Regions from separate parts of the Mus musculus genome. Here regions 1, 3, 4 and 5 are each linked to region 2. A link is a contact called in public HiChIP or PLAC-seq data. All regions are on one chromosome and are shown on one strand. The core of a region is the stretch at or near the end of the contact, and the rest is flanking DNA. Distances in the headings are between cores, read along the strand shown.

Region 1 (2,700 bases), core at 21-2,520, 380 kb after region 2:
GCCTGGTCTACAGAGAGAGTTCCAGGACAGCCAGGGATACACAGAAAAACCCTGTCTTGAAAAACAAACAAACAAACAAACAAACAAAGAAGAAAGAAAGAAAAAGAAAAGAAAAAGATAGGGAAGAGGAAGGCAAGATGGGGAGGAGAATGTGGCTAAGTTCAGTGGCAGAGACCTTGTCTAGAATGCACAATCCTTAGCACTGAAAACCCAAAACAATACAAGACAAAACAAAACAAAAAACCCAACAAAACTGTTTAAAGCTGATCAATGGGGGCTGGTGAGAGGGCTCAGGGTTAAGAGCACTGACTGCTCTTCCAGAGGTCATGAATGAGTTCAAATCCCAGCAACCACATGGTGGCTCACAACCATCTGTAATGAGAAACAAAAAATAAAAACAACAACAGCAACAACAACAACAAACCTTTGGGCCCGGATTGAGGAGGGGCAGAGCAAGATGGAGAAGGGAAGGGGGAAAAAGCAGCTCAATGGACAGGGGGATGTAATTTTTAGTAAGAGTAAACATTCGTGGGGCCAGGAGTGAAGACAGAGGAAATGAATTACAAGGAGGCATGAAGAAATTTCTAGAGGTGAAAAATACCCCCATATATTGATTATGACATTAGGCAAGTAGGTATATGCTCTGTGGCTGTGTGACGTGTGTGTATATGTATTTTTTTCAGAATCCATGATCGTATATTCTCAAAGCCGATGTTTACTGCACACATAAACTATATACCCCAATAAAATTTCTTTTAAAAGCTGTCCTGTGTCACACTCTGCCTGAGGGAAAGACTCAAATTTCGTATCCTAGCAGATGCCACAGTGTAGCTTCCTTCTCTCTGTGCTTCTTCTCTTCCTCCATTCCCTTGAACACTACTGTTCCTCTTAAGTACACGTACACTGCAGATCTTAAATGTGCCTAGAGGTCTCGCCCTTCTCTACTCCCTATTCAGTTTGTCTCACCTCTGGGAGCCTTGCTCCTTTTTGTTCCACTGACCCGATACAAAAGTCTACCACAGAAAGTTTTTGGTTGCGCGTCCGTTATGTCTCCCCAACTCCTTGATTAGGCTTTGAGTGTGACAGCTGCGCCTTGTCATCACCACGACTGTGACTTGGGTACCAGGTCACAGAGCTCCTTAGTCTTTGGAAAGGCAGCACAGGCACTATCCCCTCCAGCCCTGCAGGCGGCGCTGTGGCAGCCGCCCTCTCCTCTCCCGACCTCTCAGAGCGGAGGCCCCGCCCCCCGACATCACGCCTCCTGCCCATTGGACAGGCGCGCGGCCGAGGCTGGCCAATGGCGTGAGCGCTCGTGAGCCTCCGTCTTTGCGCCGCCGGAGTGCAGCGCTGTGGGCGGTTGCGGGAGAGCGGCGGGCCGCCGGGGCGACAGCGCCGTGACTCGCTTCGCGGCCTTGTTCCTCGCTGCCTGAAGCCACGATGCCTCAGTTCCAGACCTGGGAGGAGTTCAGCCGGGCGGCCGAGAAGCTCTACCTGGCGGACCCCATGAAGGTGAGTCGCTGCAGGGACCGCCCTGGGGCCCGGGGCTTCTCTACCCTTGGCGCGGCCTGAGCACGCCCAGGAAACAGTCGGCCCACCCGGTGCCACTGTCCCTTCGTCTGCTTCCGACTGACCCGGAGACCCAGTGACCCAGCGAGGCGACCCCAGCAGCTACAGGCAGGGCGGTTTCCGCAGCGCCGGACCCCACAGCGGCCTGCACCCGGGGGAGCTCCTAACTTCCGCTCGGGATCTGGTTGGTTTACGTGTCGCTGAGTGGGCTCCTCCCCCTGCACCGTCGCTTTCCTGTCCGTCGCTTAGTTTAGTGCCCCTTTCCTTTCCTACCCAGACCCGAGAGTACCAGCTTATAAAATGGTGCTACTGTACGTCCCAGTTAGGAAGCACCTGCTCTACTTTTTTTTTTTTTTTTTTGGATAGTGGGGATTTTTAGTCTTTTCCTGGACCAGTTGAAACATGGAGACTGTTTGCACTCTCACGTTAGACATAAATGTTTGCAAGCGGTTTCATTCCCCAAAGCAAACTACCCAGTCCCATCTCAGCAGTTCAGAACAAGTTCCGGGAGGGGGACACAAAGGTCAGCTTCATCATTCCTTAAAGGATTGTTGAAGGTATGGTAGACGCATGTTTTATGAATATACACGTTAAGGAAAAAGAAAACAAAAACAAAAAAACCGATGAGCAGCTAACAATCTCAAGAACCCGGGCTCAGTGCATAACACGAACTCTGTGTGTGTGTGTGTGTATCATAATGAGACTGCAGAGACACTCAGCATGCAGAACTCACTTAAGGATGGAAAGAGGGAATCTACTCCTTAAATTTGCCCTCTGACCACACATCTCTCACACTAACATGTACACACACAGACACACACATGTAAGTAAAAATCAAAAATATATTGGTACTGGCAGCTTGCGGTGGCAGTACTTACTACAGGATTTTACAGGGAGCATCTTTTACTTTTGGTTGTGAGCATAGCCTTTAGCAGCTAAGCCATCTCTCCAAGCCCACAGGAAGCATCTTTTAAGAAGGTCAGTCCATTAATTCTTACGTATGTCAGTGTTTGCTTGTGCACATGGGGTGCCTGCCCTGCTGGGGTCAGAAGAGGGCATTGAATCCCCGGGAAATGGAGTTAGGCATGGGTGTGAGCCACCTTGTGGGTGCTGGGAGCCAAATCTGTGTCTACC
Region 2 (2,700 bases), core at 182-2,681:
GCAAAATACTTTGAAGAAACTGGAAAGCACTATTACATCACTCCCAGTTGCTACTTTAAGTTCTTGGAGACATTTACCCACAGTCTGAGGATAAGACAAGAAGAGATGCAGACAAAGAGGTAAGGCTTTGACTAAAACAGAAATGTGTGTTTTTACATCAGTGCTTCTGTGTCTATAAAATGCCATCTATAAAAGATAGACACAAATACAAAATAATGAATTCAAATCTACCTTTCCTGTGGGAGCCTCGGGGCCAGCAACTACAGCGGATCATAAGGAGACAGTCCGCACCTCCCCTGCATGCATCTGGAGGCCACCCCACCATGGAGAGACTGAGGGATCTAACATGGAAAAATCAGTTCTTGTTAGATTGTTTCTCACCGATGTAGACAGTGGAAGCAAGGCGATGGCTGGAGGTGCCATTCCCTGTGGCTTTGGGGCTAATACCAAAAAACAAGTGGCCAGATGCCTGCAGCACAGATGGCCAAGAACATGTGCCATACTGCCTCAAAGAGCATTATGGGTCACAGCTCTGGCTGAGAATATATAGAAGAAAAACATACACACACACACAACACACACACACAAAGCAGGAAGCCTCAGGCGTGATTAGATCCATCTTCGTCGTTGCTGATGGTGCTGTTGTGGTTCTTGTTGTTGGACTATCTCTGACTTGTTCTTTGATAGTCTTACACATCTCCAATGTATCTTGACCATGCCCATCCCAGCACTCCACCTCCCTCGCCTCCAGCCTCTCTCCTTGCGTCTTCCCACAGACTCTCACGTCCCTCCCTAGCCTCTTTTCTTCTTTTTTTTCTTGCTCTGAGTCCAGATAGCCCTGTTTGCTGGGATGTTGAGTGGATCTTGTTGACGCAGGCTCACCCGGGTGAAAATAGCTGCAGTGGAACCCGAGCACCATGCTATGTCCTGTCCAGAAGACAGCCTTTCATGGTTCTTCTCCCAGCCTCCAGCTCTCACATGCTTTCCTCTGCCTTTGTAACTTTTTTTATGGTGCCAAGGACTCAGGTGTGCTAGACAAGCAGTCTGCCACTCACTTCCTCCCACTGCCCCGAATACATAACCAGAACCCAGGAGACAACGAGAATCTGTCTCGTGACAGCCCCCTGGAGAGAAAGTAAATGGATAGGAATCAGCCTTGGAATACTTCTCACAAATATCCAGAATTCTCACATGCCAGAACAACAGAGCTCCAGCTGAGAGTCAGAACCAGGGCAGATGAGTCACACCTAGATGGGCTTCAGGCCCCACAGGACAGTTACCCTACTAAGAGCCCATAGCCCATTGCAGGCCTGTTGTGCATCCAGCAAACAAGTCATTAAAATAAAAAAAGCCCCTTTGTCAGGCACCTTTGGACAGACTCCATTCAGGCTGTCTTATAATATGTTGAATGAGAGTAGCTGTAGTGAGGACTCCCACTGAGAAGCTAAACCACAGTCAGACGCTCTGTACAGAGCAGAGCTCCATCACTCAGCTGGTGTGTCTAGACATCCTGGCAGTTATACAACTCTGCCCCAGCTGGGCAGCAGGAATTATGAGTAGTCTTGTATGATGAATACATCCCAGCCTGGCATTTACCTGATAATTTAGTGTAGCCTTGATCACCCTCTCCTAACCTGGGGTCAGTGTCAGATTTCATTGACTTTTGTCTGCGACATCAGGTGGGCTGAAAGACTGCCAGTTCAGTGCAGAGCGGTTGGGATAGTTGGAACACAGGCTAAAGAAGCCACAGTAAGTTCAGAAGTGAATCTTGCCCTCTTGCTCCAGTGGAGGTGTCTACCTTCCAGGGTGTTTCCTCTTGCTCCAGTGGAGGTGTCTACCTTCCAGGATGTTTCCTCTTGCTCCAGTGGAGGTGTCTACCTTCCAGGATGTTTCCTCTTGCTCCAGTGGAGGTGTCTACCTTCCAGGGTGTTTCCTCTTGCTCCAGTGGAGGTGTCTACCTTCCAGGGTGTTTCCTCTTGCTCCAGTGGAGGTGTCTACCTTCCAGGGTGTTTCCTCTTGCTCCAGTGGAGGTGTCTACCTTCCAGGGTGTTTCCTCTTGCTCCAGTGGAGGTGTCTACCTTCCAGGGTGTTTCCTCTTGCTCCAGTGGAGGTGTCTACCTTCCAGGGTGTTTCCTCTTGCTCCAGTGGAGGTGTCTACCTTCCAGGGTGTTTCCTCTTGCTCCAGTGGAGGTGTCTACCTTCCAGGGTGTTTCCTCTTGCTCCAGTGGAGGTGTCTACCTTCCAGGGTGTTTCCTCTTGCTCCAGTGGAGGTGTCTACCTTCCAGGGTGTTTCCTCTTGCTCCAGTGGAGGTATCTACCTTCCAGGGTGTTTCCTCTTGCTCCAGTGGAGGTGTCTACCTTCCAGGGTGTTTCCTCTTGCTCCAGTGGAGGTATCTACCTTCCAGGGTGTTTCCTCTTGCTCCAGTGGAGGTGTCTACCTTCCAGGATGTTTCCTCTTGCTCCAGTGGAGGTGTCTACCTTCCAGGGTGTTTCCTCTTGCTCCAGTGGAGGTGTCTACCTTCCAGGGTGTTTCCTCTTGCTCCAGTGGAGGTGTCTACCTTCCAGTGTGTTTCCTCTTGCTCCAGTGGAGGTGTCTACCTTCCAGGATGTTTCCTCTTGCTCCAGTGGAGGTGTCTACCTTTCAGGATGTTTCCTCTTGCTCCAGTGGAGTTGTCTACTTTCCAGGATGTTTCCTCTTGC
Region 3 (2,700 bases), core at 182-2,681, 500 kb before region 2:
GTCAGCATAGCAGCAAGAGATGTGAAGCATAGCAATCAGTGGTGAAGCTGGCGACTAGAGGGTTAAATCAACCAAGATTTTCTTTGCTCTGAGCCAAAATATTGAACTTCATGCAGCAACAGGAAGCCCTGCTTAAATACTTAAAAAAAAAAAAAAAAGTAGCCTGCCTGAATTTGTGTTAGGAAGTTAGCTCTGATGGCCCGGGAATGACAGATGGGAGGGGTACTTGAAGCAAATAACTGGGTTTTTTTGTTTGTTTGTTTCTGTTCCTTGTGGTTGTTTTGTTTTATTTTGTTTGAGACAAGGTCTCAGTACATAGCCCTAACTGGCCTGGAACTTGCTGTGTAAACCAGGCTGGCTTCCAGCTCACAGACATCCACCTGCCTCTGCCTCTTTGAATGCTTTGGATAAAAGCGTGCATCACCATTCCTGGCCCCAAGCTTGTTTTGGTTAAGTAATAAGCCCAGGTATTTTATCAAACCACCCCAGATGTGGCTGGCTGGGAGGGGGCCGCAGGCAGCTCCTTTAGCGACCTTTCTCTCTTCTCCCCTGAGAGCTTGTAGTACACAGCAGAGAGGCCAAGAACCCACACCGCTGCTCCTCAGAGAACGGCGCTTAGAATCTGTTTTTGCTAAAAAGGCATGGGTTGCTCACTTCAGCTCACAAAGCTACTGCAAGCGGGAAGGGAACCTGGAATCTCTCCTTCGCGCTGGCATCTGCTTGTCCTGCTGGCCTCCAGAAGTGTCCAACCTATCCTGTGGCCCTCAAGGCTGAAAGGCACAGAGAAAAATCACTGTGTGAAACCTGCAGTCACCTTGGACACCAGGAATAGCAAAACCTGGAAAGATCCCCTTAAGGGAGGACTTCTTCAGGCCACCTTGTAGGACAGGACTGAGACACTAACCAACCAGCCCATACCCTGACCAGGACTTGACCAACCAGCCCACACCCTGACTGCTCCTTTGTACAGACCACTTGCCTCTGTGGTAATTCTTCCTCTGTCCCTCCCCCGTTCCCCCCCCCCCCACCAGTCACTGGGCCCCTTATCTAGTCCTCTCCCCAGCATGGCCCCACTAAGCAAACCCAGCTCTTTCTCACTGTTTCTCTTTTTCATTGGTGTTCTGGGGACAGGAGAAGTCATTTCTTCTGGACCGTCAGAGCTCAGGCTTTTGCCCTAAAAACTTCAGTAGCACTCAAGATGTGATCCAGTTGTTCAGACATTTCAAGAAACAGAAGGCTCATCATTTTACATTTTAAAGCAAGTTCTTACAGCTTTTTAAACGTGTGCATAGCGACTTCTCCTTTAAGTGATCAGATAAAGGACTACAAATTGCTTTGTTTGAACTTTTGACTCAGGGCCTGCCTTCTCTGCTGTAGCGGTGCCAACTGCTCCAGCCTCCCCTTGGGCCGACAGTGGCAGGGCTGTGTGCATCACCGCTCTCTCTGTGCCCTGTGCTGTAGCAGCCCCTCAGCTCCACCCACTCCCTTGTCCTAGGACCCCCTCCCATGGCACTCCAAACTGTCTCATTTGCATGATTCCAGTTGCTTTCCTCCAGCTGAAAACTCTTAGAGGATATTTTTTTAGTAGTATGATTAAGAAACAAGAGCCAAAGAAAAAGACCAAAAAAAAAAAAGAAACAAGAGCCCTGGCTCACAACCATTCTCTCCTAGTCCTGTCTCTCCACACAGCCGAATATGGGTAAATCAGTCTCTCTGATGCCGATTTCCCCTTTGGCTTCTAGAAATAGAAGCTTAAAACACACCCAGGGGTTTCCAACCCAGAGAGGTCCACAGAAGCTTCTGGTTTCACTGGCTACCGGCTTCCTGTCTGAGTCACAGAGAACTAGGCCCAGCAGTGACTCATTAGTGTCATGACACCCTTGCCATTGGTACCATCATGGTGCTGCTGAGCTGCCCTGGTCTCCAGGCTAGTTGGAGCCTCCCAGACAGGCAGCAGGGACCAGCAACAGAATACAATGGGTTGACCTTGAGGGCAGGAAACCAAACCAGAAGCCATGAGTTTCAGAAGAACCTCCTCCATGTCCACCTGCCTCTGGCCAGAAGACCTTCCCCCAAGCAGCCTCGAGTCTGCATGAGACACTCACTGATACAGGCAAAAGGGCCACACGTGCCCTAGGACATGGATGCGATGAACCCATTTGGGAAAATGCTCATCATCTGAGAGACAGGAGAGGGTACGATGCTAAGGCACAGTCCCAAAGACTACCGGGCCAAAGAGAAGCAGCTACCATCTTGCCCAGGCCCAAGCATGGCAGCAGGGTCAGCGGAGAATTCCTTTCCACCATCTATGTTTATGCTGAGCCCTTTCCTACGTGTGACCACATAGGTGTGCGACTCTGTTCTGTGCTCTCGCTGTATGGCTGTGACTGCAGCGCCTGGATTGACACCTACAGGGCAATAATGTTCCACGAGCAATTGGATTTTTTTTCTCTGTCCAGAAAAGAAGCAAGTCAGGTTAAAATTAAGCATAGAGCCATAGCCCATTGATCTTGTAGTAAAAAAATCTAAGTAGATAAAAGTTCAAGGTTAATCCTGGTACCCCTTTCTCTGCCACAGGAAGGATGCTGCTTGGACTGAGAGGGAATTGGGGTTCAGGATTTGGCCTCTAGGGATTGTGTGACATAGTCTCAAGTCCTTACCTGAGGCAAACTTGGAGAGTTTCATACAAGCTTGGAAAAG
Region 4 (2,700 bases), core at 48-2,547, 350 kb after region 2:
GCATGGAGCTCTGGCCTCACGTTTCACTTTAAAAGAGGCCACCATCTAAACAGGTTGAGATACTCCTTTTGGTCTATCTGTAGCCAGAGGGTCACTTGTCCACAGATGAGCGGAGCAAGTGAACTGGTCTCCCCCATTCCTTCTCGGGCTTGACCCAGGGCTGGTGGAAGAAAGATGACTCCTATGTTGGAAGACAATCTATGCCTTAATTTCATGTGATTTTAACTGTGAACTATGTTAGATCCCCATATGTGGTTATTATTTTGGATTAATATTCCAAATAGTGATCTCTCTTTGTCACAAAGACAAGGGCCGGGGAAGATCATGTGAGCACGAATCTTCTTTCAGGGTCAGTCAGACTGAGCTGCCGGGTGCAGACTCATTCAGAGAGGCCCAACTGAGATCTGAAGGACTTCCAGAGTGTTTCCTCATGCTTGACTTCTTAGTGTTGGGGAATGTAGCTCAGTGATACAGCACTTGCCTGGCATGTCTGACACCCTGGGTCCCATCCCCAGGACCAAACAACACAACAATACACTACTTCCTCTTGCTGTTCCTCCTCCTCCTCTTCCTCCTCCCCCTCCTCTTCCTCCTCTCCTCCTTCTCTTCCTCCTCCTCTTCCTCCTCCTTTTCCTCCTTTTTTTTCGAGACAGGGTTTCTCTGTGTAGCCCTGGCTGTCCGGCAACTTGCTCTGTAGACCAGGCTGTCCTTGAACTCAAGAGATCCGCCTGCCTCTGCCTCCTGGGTGCTGGGATTAAAGGCCACCACTGCCTGGCTTGGTGTTTCCTCTTTTAAAAAGCTGTATAACAGGAAGCGGGGAGGATAAGAGGCAGCGGAGTTCTCCTTTAAATGAACTCTATCCCCGGCCTCAGTATATAAAACAACAAAGGGTTGAGCTGCTTCCAGAGAGCAGGGATGGGAATCTGGGAGTTTGACCTCCTTCTTTCTCTTGGCCTCTGGGAAGCCATCCATCCTGGGTTCCAGAAATATGCCATCATCCCGATCATAATTTCCCAATCTCTGAGGGAAATTCTGTCATCTGGTGCTTTCGATGACTGTGTTCAAATGTTACAAAAGATCTGGCAGAGTCCCAACGGCAGAGTCAAGCATTTGGGCTTGGAAGCCACCGGGTGTAATATTAAGGTGTCTAAGTGGCCACCAGCTCTATTCTAGGGGTTCCTAGCCTCTCATCTGAGTCCCCCGGTAGGCAGGAGAAGGCCATAAGAAGAACAGAAAGCATGACACACTCACCTCTGAGGTCAGGTGGCGTGTCAGCTTTACTTTCCGAGCTGACTCAGGGCGCCTCCCACCAAGCTGCTGGCTTGCTGAGGCCTGTCCTGAAAGCTGACTTAGTAGATGGTTGTGTCTACACAGAGGTTTTTGCCCAGCAGCTAAAGAACATGTAACAGATGCCTGCATGCAAATCCCAGAAGGCACCAGATCAGCTAGCTTCCTTTCCTGAACACCCCAGGAGAGCCAGACCCACAGGTGGTCTTCAGACTGGGACATTTGAGTTATTCCAGATAACTGACCCCCCTCCTTGGGTATATCTCAAAAGGAGAGAGAAAAGGCCTAGCTTCAGGACACAGAGGGGCCATAATGAAGAGAACTGAGCTGTGCTCTCAAGAATCGGATAAAGCTCCTTCCTGGGACAAGGAAGCTATGGGGTCAGGCCTGAGGGCTGGGGTTATTTCAGGTGTCTGTTTCACCAACTGAGAGGCCACAACCTGTCTTCTTAGTTTCCCTCTGCAATCAAGCCTACCCGGTTCACCATGTTCTCTGTGCAGTGCGAGAGCCAGTCACTAAACACTGCTCTCTACAAACTGGCCCATCTCGGAGGGTCACGTGACAAGAATGCTTCTCTCGGTAACAGGACAGATTGTCACGCTGCTGTGATCAAAGGCCTTGGTCCCCAGGTCTTGGGCAGCAGGGCCCTGGCTCGGGCACTGAGCTATAATTATCTGGAAGCTGGCCAGGCCTCCTCCGTGAAGAGCCTGGGCCTGGGATCATCTGGAAAAACTCAACACATTCCACACTGTCCCAAGAGGGAGCCCAGGGGAAGCCTGGTGAAGCTTCTGTCTTAGACTTTGGAGCTGGGCTATCTGTACCTACGTCCTAGGTCCTATGAAGATGGAACAATGCTCAGAACCACTCCTCCTGGAGTCTTTGCCAAGAGCTACTGTGCGGAAAGGTCCGGAACAACTGTGTCACGCGTAGATGAGGCACAGTGACTGCCTAGACCAGGGCTTTGTTTCCAGTTTAAGTCCCGACCTCCTCCTCCTCCCTCAAATCCATGGGGTCATATACTCTGCCACAGTTTGAATACGGAGGATACACAAGGCCAGTTCGCTGTTTCCCTACACACCCCAAGTCCCCTGTCCAGAGCTCTGCATTGTGACACAGATCCTGGAAAAAGTCTAAACAGCCTCCTTGAGGACTGGCTGGCACCAGGATCTTTCAAGATTCGGTTGAACAGTTTCAGTCCACCCGTGGTCCTAAGCTGGAGGAAACAAGGTCATGTTGCCTAGCATAAGGGTCTGCACTTCCCTGGTGACTGTTCGGTGACTTATCTGTAAGCAGGAGAGGCCCTTGCAGGCCCTCGGGGAGAGCAGGCTGGTGAGACGATCTGCATGGAACTTAAGGGCTGTGATTTCTAACTTTTGCTATTTGGCCACGTGTTCTTGAGCCAGCTCCTTCTGC
Region 5 (2,700 bases), core at 151-2,650, 350 kb before region 2:
TCTCCTAGACGTGCAGGGCTCTGAGCTATCTTTGTCTGCTGGTGACTGAACAGCTATCAGAGGCACAGCACACAGCCCCAGAACTAGCTGCATCTGCTAGTCTGGCCCAGACAGGGGTTGAAGATGCCAGCGTGTTCTGTGTTCAGGTTATGTTCTCCATGTCGGTCCAGGGACAGGGCAGCCGAGGTCTCCCTTGCTGGTTTGTCTGCTGATCGTAGTCCCCAGCTGTGACAGGGTGAATGAACCCTGCAGTCTCTCTCACCTACCTGCTTTCTTTCCAGTTGTTACCTGTGTCTTCTCCATAGTGACAGCTTTCACTAGACTTAGATTGTCAAGCTGATGACTTTGCCTTAGACCAGGGATGAAGACTCATAGTCAGGAGTATGGGAAAAATATCTCAGGGACAGCAACCAGTTAAGAAAGTGGCATCATTACCTACTGAGCACTGGCCCTGGGACTCTTTGTCTCTTTGCTTTATATATGTTCCTTCTTCTCCTTTTTCTTCTTCTTCTTTCCTTCCTTTTTCCTTCTTCCTCCCTCTCCTCCTCTTCTCTCTCTCCCCTCTTCTCTTCCTCCTCTTCTTTTCTCTCCCTCTCCTCCTCTTTCCCTCCCCTTCCAGCCATCTCTGTATGTTTTCATGTGTATATGTGTGCATGTGTGAGTGGTCACGGGTACACATGGACACATTTTAAGTGGTCCTCACGCTCACATGGAAAGCCCTTCAGTATGGCGAGCACATTTCTGAGCTGGCCATCTCTCTAGTCCCCATCATTTCTTTTGCTCCTTGCAGTGGCTCTGAGATAGGAACTATAATTGTCCTTTCTTTATATTTGAAGTGATGGAGGTATTATTGTTCTTTTTTTTTATTATTTGAGGTAACTGAGGTTTGGAAAGGTTAATAAAACTTGCCTGCAGTCACACAAATCAGTGAGACAGATATTGAATCCCAGCAGGGTCCCTGTGACTCACACAGAGCCCGAGCTCCCTGTGGAGTTGCCCCTCAGTGTGGACACAGAGGGAGTCCGTGCTCAAATCTAGCAGAATTCTCATTTCTGTACTCTGTACTGTGGGCTAGGCCTCTTCTCCACACTCCCTGCAGCCCGCTGAGGCAGGAACATTAGTCTTCTTATTTTATAAACAAAAAGGTCACAGTCTGGGGAGGTAAAAGGTACATTCAAGGTCAGGGAGCTAGTGATGGGTAGGTAGGTACCTATAAAGATGGAAGATACAGGGACTAGGGGTAGCTCTGCTTGTAACATGAGGGGCATATGGGAGGTGTCTGAGAGAATGGTAGATGAGGGACCACAGTGATTGTGGCTGAGTCAGCCTTCTTTAGCTGTGCTCAAGTGTCTGGCGTGATTGGCTTAAAGGAGGGGAACTTCTGACTCACAGTTTGTAAGTTTTAGTTATCGGTCAGTTCCTCTCCTGTTTTGGGACCTGCGATGAGGTCATTGTGGGGAGGCTGTGCTGGAGCACAGCTGCTTGCCTAGAGGAAAAGAGAGAAAGAAGAGAGATAGGGCAGGTGGTGGGGGGATGATGGAATATGAAGGGCTGAAATCCCACCAATATGCCCTTCAAGGCCATGTCCTAATGACGTAACTTCCTCCCACGAGGCCACACCTCCTAATGATGTAACTTCCTCCCACTAGGCCACACCTCCTCAAGCTTCTACCACATAGCACCACAGGCTGGTGACAAAGCCTTTAACATATAGGCCTTTGGGGACATTTAAGATGTATATTATTATGGCAGTATAAAGAGATCAGAGGATCATGGGACTGAATGTGGTGTATTGGTGGTCGGGGGTCAGATATACAGGAGCAGCAGACAGAAGGGTGGGTTCCATTTTATCCCTAATCATTGGCCCACTCTGCCTAGTCTAAGTGGCTCTGCCCCTTTAGACTCTGCTATGGAATTGGCCTGGTCCCATCTTGTTGGCAGGCCATAGCACAGGGATCCCTGCTCAAGATAAGAGCAGCCGCTGCCCTGTGACAGTAACAAGCTGTCCTGTGTGTGCTGTCGGGGAGATGCATCTGCTGACCCTGCTTCTCCAAAGGGCCCCACTAGATGAGACTGGTGGAGTCAGGACATGACTGAGATCTCTGTGTTGGCTTTAAAGTGCTTTCCTTGGTCTCATTAGCTCCTGGGCACATTGTTTGGGTATCCTTAGATGACAGAGGGCTGGTGCCAAGCCTGCTGGGTCACGGCCCATGTTGGTATTGATGGGTGTACTATGAAGTGTTCTTTATTCCGTCTCATAAGGGAAAGTGAATCTCATTAGCAAAGGCCGAAGACAACTAAGGAAGAGGGTGAGTGCTGGACTCCAGATCTGACCCTTTGCTGGCTGGCTCTGGGCATTACAGAGCACAGACTATCCAGTGACAACGTTATGAGTGATAGCTACTTTTTGATTATGCTTCATGGTCCTCGATGGCTGAGCAAGGACTGGGATAAATGCTTGGTACTTCATAGAGCCCCAAAACAACTGTCTGAGTCTAGAACCAGTGCTCCATCCTTCCCAGGAGCACATGAGACATTTTCCTGAGCAGCTTAGAATCAGCAAGGGAAGAGACTTAGGTAGTACTCAAGCTGCACTCATTGGTTGGGCGCTCTGTATCCCAGCCAATCAAAACGCTTCCGTAGCCTGCTTGCCTTCCAAATGTTGGCACTCCCTGCTCTAACAGGACCCCAAAGCTTGGG

The links. HiChIP or PLAC-seq counts read pairs in DNA pulled down with a chosen protein or histone mark.
Region 1: an H3K27ac HiChIP or PLAC-seq map of embryonic stem cells shows a contact between it and region 2, with 4 times the contacts expected there. The contact joins the promoter of Srp9 here to the enhancer-like site in region 2. A contact is called at or near these places in 2 of 39 promoter capture datasets (liver and trophoblast stem cells), 14 of 484 Hi-C or Micro-C datasets (the CH12 cell line, the G1E-ER4 cell line, Sertoli cells and 6 more), 6 of 115 datasets of contacts at active chromatin or transcription factors (the SCID.adh cell line, embryonic stem cells, fetal liver and 2 more) and 3 of 9 other capture datasets (adipose tissue, embryonic stem cells and pancreatic islet).
Region 3: a contact with region 2 is called in a FOXA1 HiChIP or PLAC-seq map of pancreatic cancer cells. The contact joins two enhancer-like sites. A contact is called at or near these places in 1 of 39 promoter capture datasets (the 3T3-L1 cell line), 3 of 115 datasets of contacts at active chromatin or transcription factors (astrocytes, embryonic stem cells and pancreatic cancer cells) and 1 of 9 other capture datasets (embryonic stem cells).
Region 4: a FOXA1 HiChIP or PLAC-seq map of pancreatic cancer cells shows a contact between it and region 2. The contact joins two enhancer-like sites. A contact is called at or near these places in 1 of 39 promoter capture datasets (hippocampal neurons) and 2 of 115 datasets of contacts at active chromatin or transcription factors (embryonic stem cells and pancreatic cancer cells).
Region 5: an HNF4G HiChIP or PLAC-seq map of pancreatic cancer cells shows a contact between it and region 2. The contact joins two enhancer-like sites. A contact is called at or near these places in 2 of 39 promoter capture datasets (cranial neural crest and stem cell-derived epiblast-like cells) and 1 of 115 datasets of contacts at active chromatin or transcription factors (pancreatic cancer cells).

Annotation. Positions count from the first base shown.
Region 1 is chr1:182,123,467-182,126,166 of GRCm38.p6, forward strand. Srp9 (signal recognition particle 9) reads left to right here and starts at 1,271. Exons shown (of 3, transcript NM_012058.3): 1 at 1,271-1,509. The coding sequence starts at 1,438. It overlaps Gm33725 (a long non-coding RNA gene), which reads right to left and starts at 1,300. Exons shown (of 3, transcript XR_373761.4): 1 at 967-1,300.
Region 2 is chr1:181,741,215-181,743,914 of GRCm38.p6, forward strand. Dnah14 (dynein, axonemal, heavy chain 14) reads left to right here. Exons shown (of 87, transcript NM_001377039.1): 59 at 1-119. Among named protein-coding and RNA genes, the nearest start is that of Lbr, 100 kb to the right of the region's middle. Within about 2 kb of position 1,432, at least 21 of the 459 cell types and tissues checked have an H3K27ac peak or open chromatin away from gene starts, as enhancers often do. A contact at or near this core is called in embryonic stem cells, pancreatic cancer cells and trophoblast stem cells, where this site is marked.
Region 3 is chr1:181,245,575-181,248,274 of GRCm38.p6, forward strand. No RefSeq gene overlaps it. Among named protein-coding and RNA genes, the nearest start is that of Wdr26, 35 kb to the left of the region's middle. Within about 2 kb of position 1,432, at least 184 of the 459 cell types and tissues checked have an H3K27ac peak or open chromatin away from gene starts, as enhancers often do. A contact at or near this core is called in pancreatic cancer cells, where this site is marked.
Region 4 is chr1:182,087,139-182,089,838 of GRCm38.p6, forward strand. No RefSeq gene overlaps it. Among named protein-coding and RNA genes, the nearest start is that of Gm39719, 7.8 kb to the right of the region's middle. Within about 2 kb of position 1,298, at least 139 of the 459 cell types and tissues checked have an H3K27ac peak or open chromatin away from gene starts, as enhancers often do. A contact at or near this core is called in pancreatic cancer cells, where this site is marked.
Region 5 is chr1:181,394,006-181,396,705 of GRCm38.p6, forward strand. All of the region lies in intron 1 of Cnih3 (cornichon family AMPA receptor auxiliary protein 3), which reads left to right. Among named protein-coding and RNA genes, the nearest start is that of Cnih3, 43 kb to the left of the region's middle. Within about 2 kb of position 1,401, at least 91 of the 459 cell types and tissues checked have an H3K27ac peak or open chromatin away from gene starts, as enhancers often do. A contact at or near this core is called in pancreatic cancer cells, where this site is marked.